3 separate regions of the Mus musculus genome follow, and all the other regions are linked to region 2. The links are chromatin contacts, called in public HiChIP or PLAC-seq and Micro-C maps. All regions are on one chromosome and are shown on one strand. Each heading gives the region's core, a stretch centred on a gene start, on an enhancer-like site or on the middle of the called end of the contact. The rest is flanking DNA. Distances are from core to core; before and after follow the strand shown. Region 1 holds the start of Stk11ip (serine/threonine kinase 11 interacting protein). Region 2 overlaps Gm32275 (a long non-coding RNA gene). Region 3 overlaps Obsl1 (obscurin-like 1).

Region 1 (2,754 bases), core at 238-2,737, 700 kb after region 2:
CCACATCAGGATATCAAAAGAATGAGTTTTTGTTTTTTGTTTCTTTTTCTGCCTATGAGAATTTGGCTTGATACAGTTGACTTGATTGTTATGGCTCCTCCCCCATGGCCAGCTTCAGGTGATCGATAAACAAGGACTGACAGTTGCTATGTAATGGATTATCAATTGCACAAAATGTCCCAGATCCATGAGACGGTATATAGGAAGTTTGTTCAGGCTAGAGAAGCCTTCCACCACCTCTAAAACTGACTGACTCCAACTCTACTCTTTAGATTTTTCATTAAAAGCAAACACTTGCATGTATGAATGTTTTGCCTGAATGCCTCTACACCATGCATGTGCTGTGCCCATGGAGATGAGAAGAGATTGTACAACCACCTGGAACTGGAGTTACAGATGGCTGTGGGCCGCCATGTGGGTACTGGGACTTGAACCCATGTCCTCTGGAAGCCTAGCCAGTGCTCTAATTCACTGAGCCATCTCTTCAGTCCTACACTTCATGTTTAACTTTCTTGTGTTAGAAAGGATTGTTTCATAAAAGACATTCCCCTCCCAAGCCTAGCTAGTCACTCCATCCTAAGAAATGTTTTCATAATGTAGACCAGAAGTTGATGTCAACTGCCAGACCAAGAGCCAGGGTAAAAACTACAGTGGTGCTGGGTGGTGGTGGCGGCGCACGCCTTTAATCCCAGCACTTGGGAGGCAGAGGCAGCCTGGTTTACAGAGTTTCAGGGCAGCCAGGGCTACACAGAGAAACCCTATCTTGAAAAAAAAAAAAAAAGCTACAGTGCCAATTTGGAAGTAGAAAACTCAACAGTCTTGCTTTTGTTAATTATTGATATATTTTATTTTCAAATTTAGGAAAACCACTTTTAGTTAGGTGTACTGAGCTGTAAATACAGTTAAAAACAAAACAAAACAAATACAGGTTCAGGTCATTACCAGTGACTAATTTTTGTTTTTGAGATAGGATCCCACTATGCAGCCCTGGCTAGCCTGGAACTCACTATTTAGAGCTGGCTGGTCTTGAACTCACTGAGACCCTCCTGCCTCTGCTTCCAGAGCTCTGAAATCAGAGACCAGGGACCAATTTGAGAGTGTGCTAAACCCTAAGGAAAAATAAGTCTAGAGACTGAGGACTATGACAGCAAAGGGGGTTTGAGAGTGGCATCCCTGCCAGCCTTAGCCCTTCTGGCTGATATAAAAGAACTTCGCAAGGACAGGACAGCTATGTAACTGGAAGATCAGTATTTGTTTTGGATGAGTTCTTTTCCTTCTAATACAAGATCCCATTTCTCCAAGCTCTGCTTCCCCGCCCAGTCTGCAAACAAGAGTCAGGTTTCTCTCTCTGCCGAAGGGGCCACCCAGAGCCGAGCTAGACCTGGGGCCCCGTTAGGGGCTTAATCCCGGCTAGTTCCGTCCTACTGACACATCGGCTCGCCCAGGGCGTGGCTTCCGGTAGCGAAGGCATGCTTTCCGGTAGGTCCTTTGCCTTCCGGGGCGGGACTTCCTGCCCTAAAAGAGCCCGGCTGCCAAAGTGATTGGAGTGCGAATTACGCGGGCCCATGGGCTCCCGAGGCCCAATGCTTTTTGGAAAAGGGGTCAGAGAGATCGTTCTTTTTAGCTGATGCTTACTTTTTACATTGCGCGACGCCTCCATTTGCACGAAAGCTCTGGGCTTTTGTTGCCCACCTGAGGCTCTTCCGCTTCCCCTTTCCCCAGGCTCCGCCCCCAGCGTCCCGTGGCTATGACGACCGCTCCGCGGGATTCAGTAGTGTGGAAGCTGGCGGGACTTTTGCGGGAGTCGGGTGAGTGGACTTCTGGCTTATTTGGTTGGGAGTTCTAGGTGTGTTCGATACTGTCCAGAAACGCCGGGAATCACCGAGTCATTGCCGGCGGGGTCACGAGGTGCCGGCGTCTTCTGGGTGTGTTCCTTGTGACGCGTTGTTTACAGTCATGCCTTTGACAGTCTAAACTCTATCCATCTCTCATAGCACTTAACTCTCCAGAGGAAAGGGATCATTAATAGATTAAACACTTGCAGACAAGAACATAATCACTTGTACCGAAAGCCAAGTATAAGCACCTTAGACACCAGAGATTTGGAGACCCACATAGGTTAGTCCCAACCCTCTATCAGACTTGGATAAGTTTTTAGACCCTCAGTATTCTTCTCAGATAGGTTAGCATAGGGATTGTATTGAACGCAAAAGATAGCGGGATTTTAGTTAGCTTATTTAGTGCAGTGCATGCATGCATAATAAGTGTTCAAAAGATAGTGTTACTATAGTTGCTGCCCCAGTGCCTGGGCATGGCAAAGATCACTGTGTTGTTTGGTTTTTGTTTTTTTTTTTGTTTTGTTTTGTTTTTTTGTTTTGTTTTTTTTTTTTTTTTGAGACAGGGTTTCTCTGTGTAGTCCTGGCTGTCCTGGAACTCACTTTGTAGACCAGGCTGGCCTCGAACTCAGAAATCCGCCTGCCTCTGCCTCCCAAGTGCTGGGATTAAAGGCATGTGCCACCACGCCTGGCACTATGTTGTTTGTTATGTGGTTGCCATCATCAGCTAAATGATCACAATCATGATTCTTTGAGAGCTGGGGATATAGTTCAGTAGCAGAGCATATGTTTAGCATGTACAAAACTTTGACTTATAATCCCTAGCATCCTCCCCACACACACAGAAAGGAGAGATTCTTCTTTGAGCCCCGGCTTTCCTATCTGTAAGGTGGGGTTAATGGATGTCTTTAGGAGATAA
Region 2 (2,818 bases), core at 198-2,697:
AAATGCAGTCCAGTGCCCTCTTCTGGCTTCCATGGGTGTCTGCACACATGTGGCTCATACTCACCCAGATACAGGTACACATAAATAAAAATAAATATTAAAAAAAGATTAAAGACTGTGCAGCTTAGCTCAGTACAGTGGAGTGCATCTGTTGTCCCAGCTGCTTGGGAGGTCTGAGAGTTGAGGCCCAAGTGACAGCCAGATCCTGTTTTAAACAAAGATTGTGTGGTGGTTTTCCTATATGTTGACCCTCAGCTCTGGGGCTTTGGGTGTAAATTTTTCTTGTATAAGTGAACGTTCAGATTTTGTATCTACTTTTGTATTTTTGTGCTTATATCCTCCCACCCCAAGGTGGCTTCTCTGTGTCGCCCTGGCTTTCCTGGAACTTTCTTTGTAGACCAAGGCTGTGTTCATATTCTTTTTCTTTTCTTTTCTTTTCTTTTTTTTTTTTTTTTTTTTTTTTTGGTTTTTCAAGACAGGGTTTCTCTGTATAGCCCTGGCTGTCCTGGAACTCACTTTGTAGACCAGGCTGGCCTCAAACTCAGAAATCCGCCTGCCTCTGCCTCCCGAGTGCTGGGATTAAAGGCGTGCGCCACCACTTTTTCTTAAGGAGCTCATTGAAATTGGGTGAGCTCTGGCCTCACAGAATGTAGATCTCTTCTTGCATGTCTGTCCCCTCCTTACATCTGTCAGTAGGTCAGGGCATGTGTTTTCTCTTCATTTTTGAGATGATGGACACTCAGAGAAGTTACATTGCTTGCCCATAGTTTTGCCTATGGCTGGAGAAAACTCAACTAGAAACCAATCTTTTCAGTTCTGAGTTCAGACATTTAGTCACACCCGTGGCAAGCACCTTATTCCAGAATTTCCCACTGTCTTAGGTGTCGAGGGTTGGGTTCTAGGTTGTAGGGACCTAATGAGAGGCCTGGTAAAGCCACAGGGAACACTTTGTGTTTTCTGTCCTGTGCAGCCTTTCTTTGTCCTCCTTTCTCCTTCAGCAATGGAAGGCATCTGGTGGGAGCTGAGAGCATGAATTTTCCCTCTGTCAGGGTGAGCAATTCTTGAACAGACTCAGAATGGACCGGTGAGCGGTGAGCCGGCTGTGCGTGAATATGCATAGGAACATGTCTTTGTTACTTTTTAAGCCAAGTGTATTTTGGGCCCGTTTCCCTGGAGACATAGGGCGGAAGAAGAGGCCTTGCAGAGAGAGATGCCGTTTGCGACACTTGCTTTCCAGCCCCCTCCAGTCAGTCCCGGGCTCCACCTGCACTGAGTTTTCCAAGGTCACTAACTTTCCTTTGTTGCAGAGTCCAACTTTTTAAGCCCTAATCTTTCCAGGCTTTCTCCAGCTGTCAGCGTTCTTTTCAAATGTAAATCTGATCTACCTTCTCTAAAACCCTTCTGTGGCTCCTACGGCTCTGCAGGGAGACTGAGACAATTGGTTGCAGACTCCCAGTGTCTTCCCAGTGCCCACTGGGAGCTTTCTTTTCTCTGATGAACCTGTGAACCGTGCTCTTCCCTGACGGGGGCTTTTGCACGCATTCCTTCAGTCACTATTTAATTTTACTTACCATTTGTGAGACTTTTGTTTGGTGTTGGAGTTAACAACAGCCAATAGAGCAGTCAAGGGCTGGTGAGAATCCAGGGAAGGACGTTTGCAACCAAGTCTGATGATTGAAGCAGGATGGAAGGGATGAACTGACTCCCAGGCACAGATGTAAACAAACAAACAAACAAACAAATAAATAAATAAAAGAAAAAACAGGCAAGAGCTTTATCGTTATGGACCTTTCTATCAAAAGTGTTTGATTTTTTAGAATGTTCTTCCTTTTATTTCTGTAAACATCTCTCTCTCTCTCTCTCTCTCTCTCTCTAGGTTAGAGGACTTGGTCTGGTTTCTCCTTTCACCATGTGGGTTCAGGGATCACCATCAAGCTTGGCAGGAAGGCTTTTACCAGCTGAACCGTGCTGAGGCCCCATGTCCTTTGATTTTGTTTTGTTTTGTTGTGTTGAGACAAGGTTTCTCTGTGTAGCACGTTGTAGCTCTGTAAACCAGGCTGGCCTCAAACTCAGATTTGCCTTCCTCTGTTTCCCAGTGTTAGGATTAAAGTCATGTACCACCAAGCCAAGCTGGTTTGTTTGTTTGTTTGTTTTTTGTTTTAATTACAAGTTTTGTTTAGTTTAATTACAAGTTATTTACTGATGTTTAAATAATAATAACTTTATTGGCATAACTCCCATACTCTGTAACTTACATATAAGTATACAGTTCCGTTTAGAACATTTGGTTGTGCAGCCATCACATTTGAGACTGTTGATTCCACCAGAAACTTTGTATTCATTTATAGTGTTCTACTGCTGTGAAGAGACCATGGCAACTGTCCTTCTAGAGAGCATTTAATTGGCGCTTGCTTACAGTTTCAGAGGTTTAGTCCATTCTCCCCATTGGTTAAGATCAGTGTGTTGCTCCTGCACAGAACCCTAATATGGTGCCCAGCATGCATGTGGCTGCTCAAAACTCTGTAATTCCAGGCACCTCAGGACACTGATCCACATGTGGGTTTCTCATACACATAAAGTGAAAACCAATCTTAAAAAGAGAAAGTCCTGACCTGGATGGTGAACATTTAACATGACCCATGTCCAGTTGTCTGGAAGAATTTGAGGAGTTGGCCCTATTTCTTCTTTTAAATGTCAGAGCCACCAGAGCTTAGGGTGTCCCTGATGGGAAGGTTGTAGCTACACATTCAGTTTCTTTAACAGTTGAACTCTGGTTTCTGTGGCTGAGAGAGTGTTGGTGATTTTTAGACTCTGTTGG
Region 3 (2,815 bases), core at 265-2,764, 670 kb after region 2:
CCAGACGGCGACGAGGCCCATCGCTCTGGAGCACCAGGGCTTCACTCTCCTCCACCTCTAACCCATCCTTGTACCAGCGTACAGGAGCATCCTCTCTAGACAGCTCACAGGTGAGCACCACACATTCCAAACTCACGGCGTGTAAGGTCACCTCGTCCTGGGGGTATATGATCCGCACAGGGGGCTCTGCAGAGCAGGGCAAGCACAACTGTCACTAACTAGCAATGCCTGGCAGCACGTGAGCCCCGCTGCCCATGTGCTAATAACAGTCCTGAGTTCCGAGTAGCACAGTAATAAGTAACAATAGGTCCCTGACCTGTCCTTCAAATCCCCAAGACTAGACACTTACAGAATCCAGTATCTTCTGGACTTTAAAAGGATGCATTTCTCATTTGGTAGCTAGCTACCCTTCAGGTCCTGCCTCTGCCCCTTAAAATGATTCCCATTAACATTTTGCTGTCTAATATATATTTACCCTTGGCAAGATATACTAGAAGACACAGTCAAATCTAACAAAGATGCAGATATAGACTAGCCCTACCAGATAATTAAAGAATAATTAAGAATGTATCAGTTAGGGGCTGGAGATGATGGCTCAGCAGTTAAGAGCACTGACTGCTCTTCTGGAAGTCCTGAGTTCAAATCCCAGCAAACACACGGTGGCTCACAACCATCCGTAATGAGATCTGATGCCCTCTTCTGGTGTGTCTGAAGTCAGCTACAGTGTACTTAGATATAATAATAAATAAATCTTTTTTAAAAAGAGAATGCATCAGTTAAATTCAGTTTTAATGTAATAAATTTGACTGTCAAACCTCTGATCTCACTACATAGCCCTGGCTGGTCTCAAACTTACTATGCAGACCAGGACGGCCTAGAAATCACAGAGAATCACCTGCCTCTGTCTCCTGAGTGCCGGGATTAAAGGTATACACCATCATACCAGACAACTGCTAAACTTTTAGCATTTGGTTTTGAGGGTTTGGGGGCTTTACAAATTGTGCAGGAGTGGGATCAGGATCTGTAAACAACGAACACCTCCTAACTCTCCAGTTACTGTGCCGAACACTTTGAGCCTTTAGCCTCACGCTGATGTCTGGAGGAGAGCACTGTGCTGTCTCCGGTTTCCAGATGAAAGAATTGAGGCATGCAATGATTAAGCAATGAATTGCCCTTAAGGTCCCAGACAGCTATTAGCTCCTGGGCAGAAGGAAGAAGCATTCTGTTCTAAAAGGCTCTCCTGCTGCAGGCACTGGGGCGAATCCAGGCCACCCACGTGCAGCAACTAGGGAATACTTCTTGTATACCAGAGTTAATACCTGTCTAAAAGTATCCCAGGGATGCTACACTGTTTCAGTGAGCTCAACCTCAAGCACAGGCCATTCTTCCACAGAAAAGGAGCTAAGTCAATATTAGTAGACCGTCAGCAAGCCCAAGCTTGCCCGTAATACCACGCGCTGTCTTGTTCTCCAACGAATTAAGTTTCCAGAAGACTAGAGTACACCTGGCCCCCTTGTGGCCTGGCTAGGGAACTGTGGGCTTCCCTGTCTAGGATTTTTCAGTTCTCCACCAGACCCAGCCACAGGACACAGGGCATTCTTTTCTCAAAATGTATGATCTAGTCATGATAAGGCCAGGAGATTACAGAAGGCAGCTTCTTCTATATGGGATGGCGGTGGAAGATGTTGGGGCAGTGAGCTGGGCCGTTTGGTGTGGGACTTGATCCACTCTGGCCTGGAGGTGAGGTGGCATTTGTGTGAACTTTACTGTGAGGCGTAGGGTGCTTTGTGGTTGTGGCTGTTGTGTCTGGCCAGGGCTGGGACTGAGAGAATGAAGGTCTCTAGCTGTAAAATAGATTGTGTCCACAGCCTTGTTGCAGTTGTGGGCTCCATCTGGGGTATAGTGAGTGGAATTCCCTAAGCAGCTCTGCCTGGGCATGGCTCCTGGGGCAAGTCAGGGAAGAAGGCAACAGGACCGTGAAGATAGGGTAGTTGTCCTTGTGCTGCCACTGGGGTTCTTCTGTGATGTCCAGAACTGACTAAATGCCCCTACGACCATGCACCCTGGGAATGGTGCCGTGGGCTGTAGTCCTGAGGTGGCCGGCACAAATCACCACCATATTTCTAGCTGTCCTTGACTCCCCGGTACCCGGACTATTCTCAGCCCACCCCTTAACTCAGCCTAACTCCATTACAAGTAGGTAAACATCCTCATTACCCTGACCAGGTTAGCAGCCACGAGCCCAGGGTTTCCTATGCTGTCCTTGACAGCCTATGCCCTGACATGTGTCTGGCTTTCTTACTAGGCTGTGTTCTTTGAGGAGGAAATACATGTGTGTTCATATGCTGTCGAATGCATGGAGCCCAGCCCATACTACAGTGACCCTGTGAGACCTCCGCCCAGGCCCTCCCTGCCTGGCTGTTCTGTGGAGCCCTGGACCCTAATTGAACTTATTTACCATGAGGTTTCTTGGAATGTTTATTGGTGCGTTTATTGGTTTAACACAGGGGTTGCAAATGTGAGGGCCAGATAGGTTAAGTTAATGGCTCAGGGAGTCTGGGGAGAGGCAGGAGAAATGGCAGGGAGGGTGGGACAGAGAAATGGGGGCCCCATACTATGGGGCAGCTGCTACTCAGTGCCAGCCGTTCGTCGCCATGGGGGGAAATGAGACCAGAACCGCCGGGTCTTCGGCTTTTTCAAGAGGACGTAAAACTCCGGGTTGTTATTTGGACTGTCCTGACTTTGGTATGACTCTGCAGGCCAAACAAAACACATCTGTGGGCTGCATAGAGTCAGAGTCCAAGGGGGTCTCCCC

Evidence for each region. Hi-C and Micro-C count contacts between places; a contact is called where the count stands out from the background. HiChIP or PLAC-seq counts read pairs in DNA pulled down with a chosen protein or histone mark.
Region 1: a Micro-C map of embryonic stem cells shows a contact between it and region 2, with 2.9 times the contacts expected there. The contact joins the promoter of Stk11ip here to the enhancer-like site in region 2. A contact is called at or near these places in 1 of 39 promoter capture datasets (pre-B cells), 4 of 484 Hi-C or Micro-C datasets (CD4 T cells, CD8 T cells, effector CD8 T cells and 1 more), 3 of 115 datasets of contacts at active chromatin or transcription factors (CD4 single positive thymocytes, bone marrow-derived macrophages and large pre-B cells) and 1 of 9 other capture datasets (adipose tissue).
Region 3: an H3K27ac HiChIP or PLAC-seq map of embryonic stem cells shows a contact between it and region 2, with 2.3 times the contacts expected there. The contact joins two enhancer-like sites. A contact is called at or near these places in 2 of 115 datasets of contacts at active chromatin or transcription factors (bone marrow-derived macrophages and embryonic stem cells) and 1 of 9 other capture datasets (liver).

The regions. Positions count from the first base shown.
Region 1 is chr1:75,520,042-75,522,795 of GRCm38.p6, forward strand. It overlaps Stk11ip (serine/threonine kinase 11 interacting protein), which reads left to right and starts at 1,488. Exons shown (of 25, transcript NM_027886.3): 1 at 1,488-1,601; 2 at 1,723-1,808. The coding sequence starts at 1,748.
Region 2 is chr1:74,823,789-74,826,606 of GRCm38.p6, forward strand. It overlaps Gm32275 (a long non-coding RNA gene), which reads right to left. Exons shown (of 3, transcript XR_373533.3): 2 at 1,572-1,698. Among named protein-coding and RNA genes, the nearest start is that of n-TGgcc3, 8.4 kb to the left of the region's middle. Within about 2 kb of position 1,448, at least 46 of the 459 cell types and tissues checked have an H3K27ac peak or open chromatin away from gene starts, as enhancers often do. A contact at or near this core is called in embryonic stem cells, where this site is marked.
Region 3 is chr1:75,493,872-75,496,686 of GRCm38.p6, forward strand. It overlaps Obsl1 (obscurin-like 1), which reads right to left. Exons shown (of 20, transcript NM_178884.5): 9 at 1-186. Among named protein-coding and RNA genes, the nearest start is that of Obsl1, 11 kb to the right of the region's middle. Within about 2 kb of position 1,515, at least 23 of the 459 cell types and tissues checked have an H3K27ac peak or open chromatin away from gene starts, as enhancers often do. A contact at or near this core is called in embryonic stem cells, where this site is marked.